Linked DNA regions of Mus musculus: region 1 is linked to region 2. Evidence: chromatin contacts called from public HiChIP or PLAC-seq data. All regions are on one chromosome and are shown on one strand. Each heading gives the region's core, a stretch centred on a gene start, on an enhancer-like site or on the middle of the called end of the contact. The rest is flanking DNA. Distances are from core to core; before and after follow the strand shown.

Region 1 (7,439 bases), core at 2,632-5,131, 2.1 Mb before region 2:
AGTTCTGAAAACAAGGTATCTATTCTGATCTGACACTGGATCTGCTTATCCCATTTAGTGTGAATATTCATTGATTTATGTGTTTGATTATTGGGATGTGCTGCCACAGGCTCTCTTGAAGGTTGATGTAGTGTGGCGTATGCACTGAATTACCTTTCTAAAATCTGAACAGTTCTCATTCTGAAACATCTAGACTTAAGGGTTTCAGATAAAAGACTGCGGTTCTCTGCCTTATGTTAAATAACTTAGAAGATGTTATTTTGTTTGAAAAAATGTGAAATGCTTTTATATTCTAGTTTTTCACTTTGCATATTAAATGATTTTAAAATTATTTTGAATCTCTACTCATTTTAATACCATAGGCTAATATGGTTTGAGAAAATGTAAAGGGTCATGTGATAGGTTAGGAGCACTAGTGACAGGATAGATTTTTTTATCCTTTGTTATTTGTGTGTGCGCACATGTGTGGAAGCCAGAGGACAACTGTGGGGATAGTCTTCAGGAATATTGCCCTACTTTTTGAGAGTATATCAGTGGCCTGGAGCTTATCAATTAAGGTAGGTTGGGTGGACTGTGAGTCACAGGGTCTTCTTGTCTTTGCCACTACAGGTGGCTTCCACCATGCCTGGCATTTTACATGCATTCTGAGGAACCAGACTCAGATCCTCCTACCTACAAATCATATACTTTACTGATCAAGTCATGTCCCCAACCGTGTACTTCCTTCTAGAATTAAATAGACTTACTGGGAAGAGTTAAGGAACTTCCTTACTGTAATGTTTTTACCTAGGACGTACTAGTACTACTCTATGTGTCTAAAAACATTAAGACTCATCATTTACACCGATTATACACTCCTCCCATCCCATTTTATTATGCTGCCATTCTCCTTGCACCTGAAGCTGAGTTGTCTTTATCTTTGGGTTTGGTTTTTAGACAAGGTCTCACTATTAACCAAGTCTAGTCCACACTTGCCATCTCTCTTTAATCTCCCAAGTCTTAGCTACGGGTGTGTAGCATACATGGCTGTCTTGTACATCTATGTACATGGCTATCTTCTGTCTTTTAAATCATCAGGTGTCAAGGTTTCTTTACAGATGGTAATTCCATCCCTGTCAGCTGAATGATAGGCAAACTCTCCGTTCATTAGCTCTAGAGTCTAGAGACTCTTAATAATAATAAAAAAAAACATTCATTGGGTGCTATTTGCTCAGAAGATATTAACCTATATGCAAAGGTCAGAAGAACTTCTGGTTTTATTTCTGTTGTTTTAAAACAGGATCTCACTGGGCAGCCTAGAACTCCCTATGTAGACCAGGCTAGCTTCAAACTTTATTAACACTCCGTCCTCTGCCTCCCTCTCAGGAGTGCGTGCACCGCCTCACGAAAGTTAAAACTGACAATTCAATAATGGAGTCTTAATGTGTAAGTTTTTTTTTTCCCAGAAATCATGCATTTGTTTTTAACTATCACAATCATTGGCACAAGGATTTGCCAGATTTGGAGGTTTATTTTGATGGAACACAAGTGATGTTAGGACCTTCTAATCTACATGATTTAGACAGGTTGATATGAAGCAGAAAATATAAGATCACCCCAAACCTACTTCTGAAAAATTAGTAAACCACTCTTATTTTTTGTTCAGTAGCAACTTTCAGAATTAAAATCATAAGTTATCAACTGTATATACTTTATTCTATAGGCAACATTACGAGGAACGAAGAATAAACTCGGAAAGCACAGATACTAGACCAAACCAAGTTTGTGCCCCCAACTCTCCCATCAAGCCCAGCATGGTACTGGGTGAGAGCTCTACTGCTAATCTCTATCTGCAGCTTCTTTTTCTCTTTCTGTTTTGTTTCTGAGACAGGCTGGCCTGAAACTCACTCTTCCTGCCTCCACTTCCCGGCTGGGATTTCAGGCATGTGCTTCCACGACCTGCTTTTTTTTGGCAGGGGAAGGGTGTTGTGATCATAAAAAGAGAAAGAGCTATAAGAATATGTTCTGGCACAATGTTGGGGAAGGGGGTGCCTCAGCGGGCCCATTGCCAAGGCATCCCCTCCCCCTGAGGGACCAGACACACACCAATATAGTATAGAATAGAGTTTATTTAGGGCACGGGGAGGGGAGTTAAGAGGGTAGTAGAGGCAGAGAATGGCAGAGAGTAGAGAAGTAGGGACAGGCCATGGCCACCTGGAGGGGGGCAGGGGAACGGGATGGGAAACAAGGAGGCAAGAGGTAAGAGAGGCAAGAGCTTAAGAGTGAGAGGAGGAGCCAAGCAGCCCCTTTTATGGGGCCACGCCTACCTGGCTGTTGCCAGGTAACTGGGGGGTGGTGGGGGAGCATATGTGGCTGCTGCCAGGAACTGTAAGAGTGGAGCTTAGACAGAATACCAACAAAGGGGACCAGAGGAGATGAAAATAGCTAAACTGTAATATTGGTCTGCAACAAACAAGGTCCCATACATTCCGTGGTAATAAAAATCAAATGCACGATACAGGTTAGTGCATGTATTGAAGGGGTGTGGCTAGATTTGCTCTTACAAAGGCCTGAATTGATTCTCTTGCCTGTCATTCTCTTTGTTACTAGCATCATACATAACCTTGTATTTGCTGTTGTATATCCGTTTCCCAGTTTCCTGTCTGTCTTCACTCTCAGCCAGTTACAGATACAATGCCCCAAAAGCACTGCTTTCTGGTATTTTCCTGCACAGGAGTTTGGTAATCCTTCCAACCTTGTTAACCTTTTCTAGTTGTCTCTGCCCTTAGTGAAATAGAATGCCCTTATTTCCCATGTGTCCCTATATCTCTAAACTCTACCCTTTCCTTTTAGTTTTTGTTTTGTAATACATGCACATGGTGTGGGTTTATTCCCTAAACCTTTTATGATTATTAATTATTGTGTGTGTTGGTGTGTGGTGTGGGGCATGGACCTTTATGTGTGGAGATCAGAGGACAACTTGTGGAGTCAGTTCTCTGCTTTTCACTTCTGTGTGAGGTCTAGGGTGAAAATGAAGTCCTCAGGAGTTCACAAACTCCTCTACCCACTGAGCTATCTCACCAGGTCCACGTGGTATAGAATGTTAAAATACAGTGAAAAAAAAAAAAGGTCGATTCCCAGCACCGATGTGGCAGTTCACAACAGCCTTTAACTCTGGTTCCACGGGATTCAATGCCCTCTTGTGACTGCTGAGGGCACCAGGCACACAGATAGTGACTGACATGCATGCAGGCCTAACAGCCATAAATGAAGTCACTGTCTTCTTGTCATACATTTTCTCTATCAGCAGAAAAATGGATCCTAGACTTTGTAAATCTGGTTCTAGCCTATCTTGCCATACAACTCCTTTCAACCTTATCGCCGTCATGAAAACTCAAGCGTTCACTACTCATTTTGGCCTACAAGACAATCCCGACCTCCACATTCAACATACATATATCATTCTGATCCTGTTTCTGGGTGGCTTTCAGAAAGCACTCTGGTGTAGCATTCTGGCACAAAATAAATATTCAGGCCAAGTCTGAATGGTTAATTCTGGTTGAATAGCTTCCTCTTCTGAACTCGAACCCCTGATTCCTTGAGACTGGTCTGGTAGTTTCCCTAGTGCAGGGTGTGTACCTGGAGAATGTGCTTGCCAGTTGGACTAGGGACGAACCACAAAAGGATGCAGGAACAACTCCTACACTGAGGGGCTGGTCCTGTGCACTAGCATGCCTCAACCAGCGTCTGTCCGAGTGACCCACCCCAGGAGACTTGGTCCTCGTCTGGGCACTTAGAATCACTACACTGTGCGCGCACCCGGGGCCAATTTTGTCCCGCCCGCGCACCGTCTCGCGAGTCGCGGGCGGGGGCTGCGTCGCCTGCGTCCCCGCGCAGCCGCAGTACCGGGCAGGTGGGCGGGGCCGGCTGTTGGCAGCAGTTGGCGGGGCCGGGTGGCGGCTGCACGTGCGGGCGGGGGCGATGCGTCACTGACCGGTGAGGCGAGGCTCGGGGGTCGCGGTCCTCCGAGTGCCTGCGATCAAGGCCGCCCTCAGTCGGGACCTAACGCTTGGGGAGTCGGGGAAGAGGTGTCACGACGTACGCCGAGCCGGGGGCACCCGCGCAGGGGGTTGGCGAGGGGAGCGCTTAGCTGAGAGAGAGAGAGAGAGAGCCCGGGGCCGGAGCGCGGGGCTTCCCGCCTCAGCCGCCCGCGACCGTACGCGGGCTCTTCCCTGGGTGGGGACTGGCCTGTCACTCAACGGACTGAGGTTCCTCTTCTCCCCATGCTCAGGAGGAACAAGGATGAATATGACTCAAGCCCGGCTTCTGGTGGCTGCAGTGGTGGGGTTGGTGGCGATCCTCCTGTACGCCTCCATCCACAAGATCGAAGAGGGACACTTGGCCGTGTACTACAGGTGAGCGCCGCCCTGTGCAGCCCGCGATGGTTCTAGAAGCACAGTGGAAGGGTCCAATGGGTCACAGCGAAGTCTGGGAAGTTGCTCTTTTCCGCGGCGTCAGGGGAGCTGCTTCCAGCCCTGCCTGGGAAGTGGTTTCATCCCAGCTGCCGGGAGTTAACCTTTGGCGGGGCACTTTTCCGTTGTCGGGGCAGTTTAGTGCCAAGTTCGTTCTGTACAGAATTGAAGACACCTTAGGGGGCACGGAAGTAGTCACTGCAACCGAGATGACTTCTCATAGTCCGCACAACTGCACAGGTGTTTAGTTTGCCGCTGTGGATTTTTTCCGGATCTCTGTCTTACATAAAGACAGTTCTCCCCAACACTAAGTTGGGTTTTTTCTTCTTCATTAAAAAATCTCCCATTGTCTGGTTATGTCCCCCAAAGTCTTCATGACCAGAGCAATGTCATATATCCCTAAAGGCCAAGAGACAAAAACCACATTTGCAGGCCACTTTTCTCACTTTTTTTTTTTCAAGTCAAGGTGAAAAAGAGTGTGGACTCAGTTGCCATCCACCTGATTTGGCATAAATCAAGTCTAACTTCCCACCAGGTCCTCGTGGTATAAGCTGGGAAGAGAAGCCAGTTTGTGGACAACTTGGGATAGTGGTTTATTCTGAAACAAGCAGATTTTTGAATATTTCCATCATGCCCCCTAAACTGGTATTTCTACTTTTAGATCAGTCCAGAATCCTAGAAAATACATACTTTTGGTGGTATGTCTTAACAGATGGAGTTCTAGCATAAGAAATACCAGCCTGGACCACATTTCCATCCAGTTTATCACTGTCCTTCTGACAGGAAAACCACGAAGAGAACATACGGAGATACCACTCCAAAAAAAATGACTAATGAACCTGCAAAGGTTCATCTTTTGAGTTATGACTTAGGACAAGGATGAATGTTGTGGGAACTTACTATTCGTTGTGTAAAGTAGGACTTTGTGTTGTATTTGTCCCAAATTTGCAGGGGGTGCTTTCACCGTTCACATACTACAGAGTTTGATAAACAAGCCCCTCTCTCAGCTGTCAACTCAACCCTTTCGCTGTCTGTCTTTCCATGCTAGGTTTTTGTTACCTTTAGACAGAAACCATCCCCCTAGGATTGGACTCATGTATTGAAAGAACCATTAGCCTCAGAAAGTTTCTTCTTCCTTGAAAGTTTGGTTTTTTCCTTTTTTAAACTTAGCGATTAAATGTATTGTTTTGATTTGTCTCTTGTTATGTGTCATTAATTGAGAGTCATTAGAATTTTTTCCATAAGTATTTATCGGCAAACTAAAGACCAGAGAGGATCTTTTGAACCCAAGAGCAGTGCTAGAGACGCAGAGGTGTGGTTGGTGGAGCTTATGAAACAGGGTGCAATATTGGCAGTGGACTTGGATGCATTTTCACACTTTTAAATGTGATGGATGTTTGAAGTAGCAGTTGTTGAGTCACTCTGTTGTGAGGGTAGTAGGTTAGTAACATGAATATGAGTGAATGTTTGTTATAGCATTTTAAGTTGAAAAGAGATCCGAACAGTTTTGTCAACTGGAACGTCTTTTTGCAGGGGAGGAGCTTTGCTAACGAGCCCCAGTGGACCAGGCTATCATATCATGTTGCCTTTCATTACAACATTCAGATCTGTGCAGGTGAGTGACTCCTAGGGATTCCAGATAGACAGGTGTGACAGGAGTTACCGCACTGGTGGGTGGAGACGGAGTTCCTTATTGCTTAAGCAAACGTTGGTATTTACTCAGATGGGAAGTGAAAGTTCATAGTACAACTGTCACAGCACAAGTCATGATGTCAAACTGCCTTGCCAAGACTGCCTTCTGGCTAATGGTATTAGCAGGTTTTCTGTTACTGAAGTCAAAACAAAAGAAGAATTGAAAACACAATTAGGAATACAAATTAGTGATACCTTGGTTTAGAACTGTTTGGTTTCTACAGAGGCAGGCTCCCAGCCTACTGCTAACATGGAGGAATACATTTCAATACACAGCTTTTCAGCCTCACATTTTTGCTTGGTAAATTAAATGCAAATTTATGAGGCACCTGAATGAATGTGGTACTTTGACAGTGTTTCAGAATGTTTGAAATACAAATCTCGTTCTTGCAAAAAGTATCATGGTCCTAGGCCGTACTTAATAAATAACTCTGACATCACAAGAATGCAGAGCAGGATTGGGTTCTCGCTGATTCTGTAACCTCAGTGGGATCATAAATGTTTGAATTCAGTTTTATTTCAAATCTGCTGCAGAGTTTTCAGGAAACAGGAGAAGTCGGTATTATTCATATTCTCATGTTAGCCTTCAGTTTTGTGCTAAGTGAGAGCAACTGTGAATAGCCAGTTCTCCTTGGTTTCTTTTCTGTCCCTTCTCAATGGCTTACGGAAGTATTGTGCCTATTAAAGTGAGGCCTGGCGAAGCTGGTGAACGTGGTGAGGCCCGGGTTCTTTTTCTAGTCACAATGATTTCCAGATTGGCTTCCCATATTTGACTCACACTTTTGAAGGTTCTTTTTTAAAACCGTATCTTATGTATAGCAATACAATTAACACTTAGTATCACTGTAATAGAATGAATTGATATATTTTTAAACAAAAGAAAAAAGAGAAATGTTTTAGGTTATAAAACCTTTTCCCTTAGAACAATTATTTTATATTACTCTTTCTAAATGTTTTGGTGTGACAGATGTGCCCAGTGACTGGTACTTTGTACCCATTTTCTGATCATCGGTTGCTGATGTCTACTTCATTCCCTGTGCCTTCCTGTGCCGCCTGTGTCTTGCTGGCCTGTTTTAGGCTCATCCCAGTTTCTCTCTTCTGACCGTAGCGTACCAGCAGTTCTTGACAGTCCCAAAGTTACCAGTGGCATCATCAGACTGAGAGCCTGGGCTCCTTCTTAGATCTTGTTCAGAGCCAGGCAAATCTGTCTGCCTTCCTGAAACCCACTGTTAAGCAACATGGTGCAGCAGTAACATGAAGTAGATATAGGCAATAATAGTAAATAGATTTTAACCA
Region 2 (7,758 bases), core at 1,609-4,108:
GTATGTGATGTAGATATATGAAAATGTCAAAAACTAAACCCATCTTGTGTGCTGATTTAAAAAAAAAAATTAGCCGGGTGTGGTGGTGCACGCCTTTAATCCCAGCACTCAGGAGGTAGAAGCAGGCGGATTTCTGAGTTTGAGGCCAGCCTGGTCTACAAAGTGAGTTCCAGGACAGCCAGGGCTATACAGAGAAACCCTGTCTCAAAAAAACCAAATAAACAAACAAGCAAACAAACAAACAAAAGGTAGGATGTGGTGGTAGACTCCTATAATCCCAGCACTCGAGGCTGGAGAGAGTTCAAGGCCAAGCTAGGGTACATGGCTATACTAGGTACATAGGGAGTTCTAGGCCAGTCTGTTTTCATTATATTGCAAATGTCCTGTCTCAAAAGAAAAGAAATGAAGGCAAATAGGATGGATGGATGCATTTGGGGTTTGAGGTGTAATCTGAAGAAAGACTCTCCTAAAGTGGAAAAGGTATGAAAACATTACTGGCCTTAATGTCAAGGAAGAGGAAGCAATCGGGTTCTAAAAGGACCAGGCCAGACTTGCCCAGTCTTGAAAGTTAAAGGCCTTGTAGAGGTAGAAGGTACTGAACAAAAATAACTGCAGTCTGGACACACAGTGGCTTCTAGATGGAGTGTATGCAGGTATGAGATGAATGACTGATGGTGAGCTTGCCCTCCCTGGAGCTCACTGCAGCCTGGGGGAATAGCCGGGCTTGAGATGGTTTGGGAAAGGGCATGTCTGTAAGACACAATGACTCTGATGGAAGAACTAGCAGGCTCCTGTGACGAGCTGACAGAAAGCTGAGGACAAGTCAGCAGAGTACAGGACAGCGGGTAGAGATGTGCAGAACCTGTTGTGGATGGGTTGAGCCCCAGGATATCCACAGTACTGATGTCTGCCTAGACATGGGGGTCTGGGAATCAAGCTGGTAACTAAGAGACAGGGGTCTTCCTGATGGACAAAGAGTTGTGCAACTAAGTAAGCTATCTCTGGGAGGGAGTGTCATGAGGAAACCCAGATTGTCAGACTGAGCCACTGGTGTATAACAGGTGAGGGTGGGCAAGAGAAATTGAAAAGGAAAATCGGAGGATAGAGATGCAATTCAATGGCAGAATGCTTCTGTAAACTCCTGACCCTCAAAACTGGAAAAAAATAATGATAGAGAAAGGAAACCAGGATAAGGATAGCAGAGATAGAAAGCAGTTCGGAGACTGAGGTAGGAAAGGGTAGTCAACCATAAAAACACGAGGCAAGATCAAGGATGGAGCATACAAGAAATCAAAATTATTTGCTTTCTGCTTGATCAAATGTATGAATGATATAAATGAATGAATGAATGAACGAACAAAAGTCCTTGGTCAGAAGAAAGGCCAGGGTTGCTTTCAAAAGGAATTTGTAAGTTTTACTCCATCCTCCCATAAAAACGTTTCTGCTTGCACAAGTCATCCTGTCCAGCACACACACACACACATCCTTCCCAGCTTCCCCTGTGCTTCTCCCCATCTTCCTTCCCAGTTTACACAAGCAAAACAACACACCTTCAGTGTCAAAGCAGACAGGAAACTCCAACTAGAGTTTCCACTTCATTAACAACTGCGCCTGTGGCTCCTCTTACATAAAGGGGTATGTGGTAACAAGGGGGAAGAGACCGGATTCCAACCTCAGTTGCACTTCTAACTCACTGTGTGACTTAGGGGAAGCTGCCCAACCTCTCTGGATCTGTGTTTTTACATAAAAGAGAGGTAGATCTGGAAATTCAGTCCAGTGTTGAAGGTCTTTTTGCGCGCCACAGTTTATCATTTGCATAAGTTCTTTGCAACACCCCCAGAGAAGAGAGTACAAGACAGGGAAATGACCCTCAAACGAAGCGCCAGGACAGGGCTGGTGTACCAAGAAAGTGAGACCGCGCTACTGGAGCTTCGAAGATTGCCAGAGAGCAGATCCCATTCTCATGGCTGAGAGGGATCCCATTCCAAGAGCTGAGAACGCTCCTAACAAACACGAAGGCGACGCTCACCCCGCACCCCACCTTTCCTAGACTCCCAGACAGCCACCGAGGCTCCAAAAAGCCGTGTGGAGAGGTGGGAGGAAATAAAGATTTCTATTTTCCATGGTCCTGCACTGCTTTTTACAAGTCGGATTCCCGCAGACAACGACCTGCAGCCCGATAATGACACAGTGACTCGCTGGAATGAGCGACTGTGTTCGCCTCGATCGCTCCGACTTCTGGGGACGCAGGCTGCCCACGCCGCGCCCCGGCCGGCCGCCGGCCGACCCTGGCCGGGGCTGCCAGATCCGCGGCGCACTCGCTTGGCCCCCTCCGCCAGCCTCGTCGCGGTCTGGAAACATTTCCTGCCCCCGCCCCCATCCCCAGCTTCCCGGTGGGAGCGAGTTGGCCTCCCGGCCGGGTCAGCGCTCGCAGTTACCCCAACTCGCTTCCCAGACAGCCCGCGCCGGGGAGGGCCCCGTCTGGCTCCGAGAAGCCGTGGGGGAACCCAAGCGCCCGGCGCCGAGCGAGGTCGCTCGGGAACCCCAAGGTTCGGGCAAGGCAAGGGCCAACTGGCAGCGCGCCGGGACCCCGCTGCCTTTCCTGGCGTTACCTGCTCGCTTGCGGGGGTGTCCCGGAGCAGCCGGCCTCTCCCGGCGCTGTCTCCCCACGCAGTTGCCCATGCTGGCTTCTCAGCCGGTCCCCCATGCACCAGAGGCGGCGGTCGGCCGGCTGCTCCACGCTGCTGCCCCGAACCGCGGCGTCCCCGGGTCAACGACTCCCGCAGCCCGACATCGAGAGCTCCTGGATCTCCCCTGGGGAGCGCTCTGCCCGACGCCGGCTTCGCCACAAACTTTGCGGGCCAGCGGAGAGGGAGGTGGCCAGGCCAGGGGGGCCCGCGACAGTGCCCGGCCAGAGACCAGCCCGGCTGGAGGGGCGGAGGGAGGGGGCGGACACCGCCGCAGCTACTCCAGGATCACTCCGAGCTCCCAGCTGGGGCCGGCCCCCCGGAGCCTGTCACTCACCTGCCTAACCCCGCCCCGGCCCGGCCCCGCTCCCTTCCTCCCGCTTGGGGTGGCCGCGCCACGGTCGCCAGCCGCCCCAGGTGCGCATGTGACCGACGGCACCGCCCCTCGGGCCGGGTCTGGTTTTCTCATTGGCTTTTCCCAGGATGCGTACCGCCCCTCGGCCCCACCCAGCCAGGTGCCCGCCCTGTCGCCCGTCTCCCGGGGAGAGCGGCCGGGAATTATGCGCCCTCAACCGCCCCGGCTGCGTGCCCGGCAGTCACTTCCCCTCCCGGAGCCGCGCCCCGGCCCAGGCCCCGCCCTCTGGGGAGGGGCCGTTAGGTCCCTGAAGGGACTGCCTGGCCCAGAGCCGGCAGGCACGTGACCTGGAGGTGCCCCGCCCCTGAAGTCTGCGCCCAACTATTGGCCATGGAGGCGCGTGCGCGGAGAGACACATCTCGTAGCCACACCCACTTCCCCCTCCCACAATCTCTGGCTAGCGTCATGGCTGCCGCCACCGGTCTGGAGGAGGCAGTGGCGCCTATGGGCGCCCTGTGTGGCCTCGTGCAAGACTTCGTCATGGGTCAACAGGAGGGGCCCGCTGACCAGGTGGCTGCAGGTATGGCAAACAACGCCGCGAGGCTTCTGCAGGGGCCGGACCGCAGGGAGCGGCCTCAGCACCCGCGCGCGGCGGGAAGGGAGTGAAGGGAGAGGTGATTGTGATTGGTCCTCTGGCCGCTCTGCCCCCGCTGGGAGCGCTACTGCCCTAACAAGTTGGAGAGTCGCTTGCATCTTCCTTAAAGCTTTCTTTACATTCCGCATCTCGCTGTGGTCCATAGAGAATCATTACATTTCTCCGAGAGTAATAGACTTGTGCAAGGCACAGACGAGTCCGGAAGTGGAGCTGGGACTTGGACTCGGGTGTTCTGGTCCAAACCTGGTGCTTGCACCGCAGGACCGCGTTGTTTGCGGAGTGTTAGGTGAGAAGGTCTGGGTTCCAAGGGTTACGCTCCGGCCTCTTGCCTTCCTGGAAGTAGCGTGCGCTCCAGCTGTTTGAGTGGTTGTAATTGGATGGAGGAGGGGAGGAGCCAGTCTGGCTCTAGGTCGGTGGGCGTGTAGATGACTAGTGTCTTTAAAGATTCACTTATGTGTCTTAGTAGGCTTTAAAAAAAAGAATATATATATATATATAGTATGTGAGTACGCTGTCAGACACACCAGGAGAGGACATCGGATCCCATTATAGATGATTGTGAGCCATCATATGGTTGCTGGGAATTAAACTCAGGACCTCTTCAAGAGCAGTCTGTCCTCTTAATTGTTGAGCTATCTCTCCAGCCCCAAATAGGCTTTTTGATAAATTAGATTTATAACTTTTTAATGTCCCATTTTTTTATCCTTCTTCCCAGAGTTCCAATTTCAGGAATCTCTCAGTTCCGAGTTTATCCAGGATTTGAACAAATCCAGGGTGCCTCTTTAGAATTCTTTCTGAATGTTGAATGTTAGGCCTTCAGTGTCGGGTTTAAGAAATAGAATAAAAAATGGATATAGATGCGGGTTTTTAAAAATTATGTTTGGAAGTTTATGGGTGAAGAAGTTTCTTTAGCAAATTGAACAGATTAATTTTTAGAATATGTGAGAAATGAACTGCTAGAAATATATGTTGGTCCTTAGCAATAGTCCACATTCTCTGCCATTCTATTATTTCTGAGCACGTATTTTTTACCCAGCATGAAAAGAATTGAGGACAGAAATACAAATAAGATACTATCTATGGCCATCAAACTATTATAATTAGTGAGAGAAAGAACTGTGTTGTAAGAGGTAAATATATGGTTCCAGAGCATCAAGGGGCAAAAATGCCTGCTATTGGCTGGGCTTGGTAGTGCATTCCTTTAGTTCCAGGATTTGGCAGGGGGGTGGCAAGTTTGCTAGTGAGTTCTAGGCCAGCCTCAGCTACAGTGTGAGCCCCAATCTCAGAAAGAAAATAAAGCCCCTGGTACTTGCACTTAAGCTTATAACATTTTACAACTTAATCAAGTATAGTCTGTTATGGGTTATTATCAATGCCATTTCCCCCCAGATTTTACTATGGAGATTTCACAGCATTTAACAAAATCTAAAGAATTTTAATTTTTAGTTATTTATCTGTTTGTGTATTGTCTTTTGAGACAGGCTCTCTCTGTGTTGCCCTGGCTATCCTGAAACTCTGTAGACCAGGCTGGTCTTGGACTCAAAGATCTAAATCCCCCTCCCAAATGCTGGGATGACGGGCATGCACTACCCCTGCCCAACTTAAATTTTTTTTTAAAGATCATAGACTCACTACTTAGAGCCTATCACTAACATTTTTTTCTTTAATTTGAATTGTCACAAACCTACCCATTTAAACTGCAGAGATCAATACATTAATCTCTAACTTCTTTATCGAGCTCCTCATTGACTAGTGTTTGCTTTTGGTTTGTTTGGGGGGTAAACTTTAGATCCGGTGAACTATATATCAGGACCGTTGTTTTCACAGAAGCTTAGATATACTTAAACCCACCCCCATACCAAGATAGATGTTACTATATTAATGTTATCTGTAATTGTTCTTCCACATTTGTGCACTCTGGGAATAATAATTTTGGATTTTATGGATGCATAACACATCTTTAAAAGACAGCTTAAATAACTGCCTTCTTATTTTTTCATAAAATACCTTTTTTTGTTATGTCAAAAAAGGGAGCCTGAACTATCATCTTGTTTTAGTGTTTCTATTGCTATGACTAAACTCCATGACCAGAAAGCAAGTTGGGGAGGAAAGGGTTTATTTGGCTTGTACTCGGAGATCACAGTCAATCATTGGAGGAATTCAGGACAGGAACTCAAACCTGGAAGCAAGAGCTGATGCAGAGGCCATGGAGGGTGCTGCTTACTGGTTTGTTCCCTGTGGCTTGCTCAGCCTGCTTTCTTACGGGAGCCAGGACCACTAGCTCAGGGATGGTACCACCCAGAATGGGATGGGTCCTCCCTCATTGATCACTAATTGAGAAAATGCTTTACAGCTGGATCTCATGGAGGCATTTCCTCAACGGATGCTCCTTCCTCAGTGATGACTCTAGCTTGTGTCAGGTTGACACAAAACTAGCCAGTGCATGTATGGTTTAAAATCTACTCTGTAGTACCTGTGTAAGTGAACCCTATTGTAATTTATTCCTCTTAACAAAAGGAAGGTTGGTACAAAGGAATAGTAGCCAGTAAGGTTGAATGGGTTGATGGAGCCGGATTATATATAACCCTGAACTCCAGCGGTAAGGTCTGAATGGCTTGTTTTAGGTAATGGGTGTTCAGCCCTTTAAGCAAGGGTTGTAGAATGAAAGGAAATTTAGGAAGGATTAAATTAGTATTCTTAGTCTTAACTGATCATAGTCTTCGTTGTTAGACTATGATAAGCGGACAGTTTTGAACTATCCCCAGAGCACTTTCTCCAGCCTGAGTCAGTCAGTCTGTGCAGTACTGAACCCATACATCAGCCTTGGAAGCAGCAGCTCACTTACAAGTTACAAATGCAGAAGGAATCCTTTGTGATCACAAGGGAACTGCCATCTTTGTTTGGCACCTGGTGGTTCCTGGTGGAAATAGTTGTCAGCTCCCACGAACATGCAAGTACTAGGAAGGAAATGAGTTGGAAGCCGAGGAATGAAGGCCTCTCAGGCAGCCTCTCATTGATAGCCAGTACTTGTCCCAGCCTTTATTCTCACCACTAGCCTCTTGGACCTTTAGTTCTAGGCACCAGCCTTTGTTCTCCGTTTCCCAAGCGCTGTCCTTCCTGTTCCCTCCACCAGCTTTATCTAAATCCAAAGCTAGACCGTATGGTCAAGGCCCAGCTAGTGCTGTTCCCCCAGTATTTCCTTATTTCCTGGTCTAGACAACATCTCCAACCCCAATAGATTTCCCACCCGCTCATGAACTCACGAGCAGATTTGTTTCACAGGTATGTCTATGAGTACCCACATCTGACCTACCCTACCATTTCTACCAAGAGTCCCCTGGAACTAGCCTGAGTGCACACACCACAAAACTCTTCAGGGCCAACAAGGTGGCTCAGTGAGGTGGCTCAGTGAGTAAAAATTGCTTGATATCCTGAGTTCAGTCCTCTGGATACACGTGATGGGAAGAAAACAGTTTCTCTGAAATTGTTCTCTGACCTCCACATACACAAAATGTAAAAAGGAAAGTTTGTATGACAAGAATTAAGGAAGCAAGTAGAATCTGTGGAATTTGAGGCCCAGTTAGCTCTAAGGCTTGAAGGAAATAAAAAAGCCTACCCTAGATGCACCCAGCATTTTGAGCCTGGGGCCAGGGAAAAGAAGTAACTTAATCAAAAACAGAAGCACCGGTCTACTTTCCCACCCCCATCACTAGGGTTTCCCTTTAGTTCAGCGTTCATTCTATTTTGCCATGGTTTTGATTGCCCAAAGAAACCACTATTACTGAAATAAAATTATTAAGGAGTAAAGAGTAACTGTAGAGAAACGACTGTGGCATCATCAGGAAGGTTTTTATTGTTTTGTTTTGATTTTGAGATGGGGCCTCTTGTAAGCAGACTGGCTGAAAACTGCTTGTATTAACTGCGGATGAGCTTGCACTTATATGATCCAAGGGCCAGGATTACAGGCTTGCGCCATACAGTGCTGGAAACCTACCTCAGAGCCTCTGACAGGCGCTTGCCCAACCGAGCTACATCCTCATCCCCAGAAATGGCCTTTTTAA

The links. HiChIP or PLAC-seq counts read pairs in DNA pulled down with a chosen protein or histone mark.
Region 1: a contact with region 2 is called in an H3K4me3 HiChIP or PLAC-seq map of fetal liver, with 6 times the contacts expected there. The contact joins the promoter of Erlin1 here to the promoter of Ubtd1 in region 2. A contact is called at or near these places in 3 of 115 datasets of contacts at active chromatin or transcription factors (astrocytes, fetal liver and large pre-B cells).

Annotation. Positions count from the first base shown.
Region 1 is chr19:44,066,227-44,073,665 of GRCm38.p6, reverse strand. It overlaps Erlin1 (ER lipid raft associated 1), which reads left to right and starts at 3,881. Exons shown (of 12, transcript NM_001164360.1): 1 at 3,881-3,975; 2 at 4,271-4,394; 3 at 5,985-6,066. The coding sequence starts at 4,282. It overlaps Chuk (conserved helix-loop-helix ubiquitous kinase), which reads left to right. Exons shown (of 21, transcript NM_007700.2): 21 at 1-332.
Region 2 is chr19:41,976,863-41,984,620 of GRCm38.p6, reverse strand. It overlaps Ubtd1 (ubiquitin domain containing 1), which reads right to left and starts at 2,858. Exons shown (of 3, transcript NM_145500.3): 1 at 2,613-2,858. The coding sequence starts at 2,682. Mms19 (MMS19 cytosolic iron-sulfur assembly component) reads left to right here and starts at 3,485. Exons shown (of 31, transcript NM_028152.3): 1 at 3,485-3,622. The coding sequence starts at 3,508.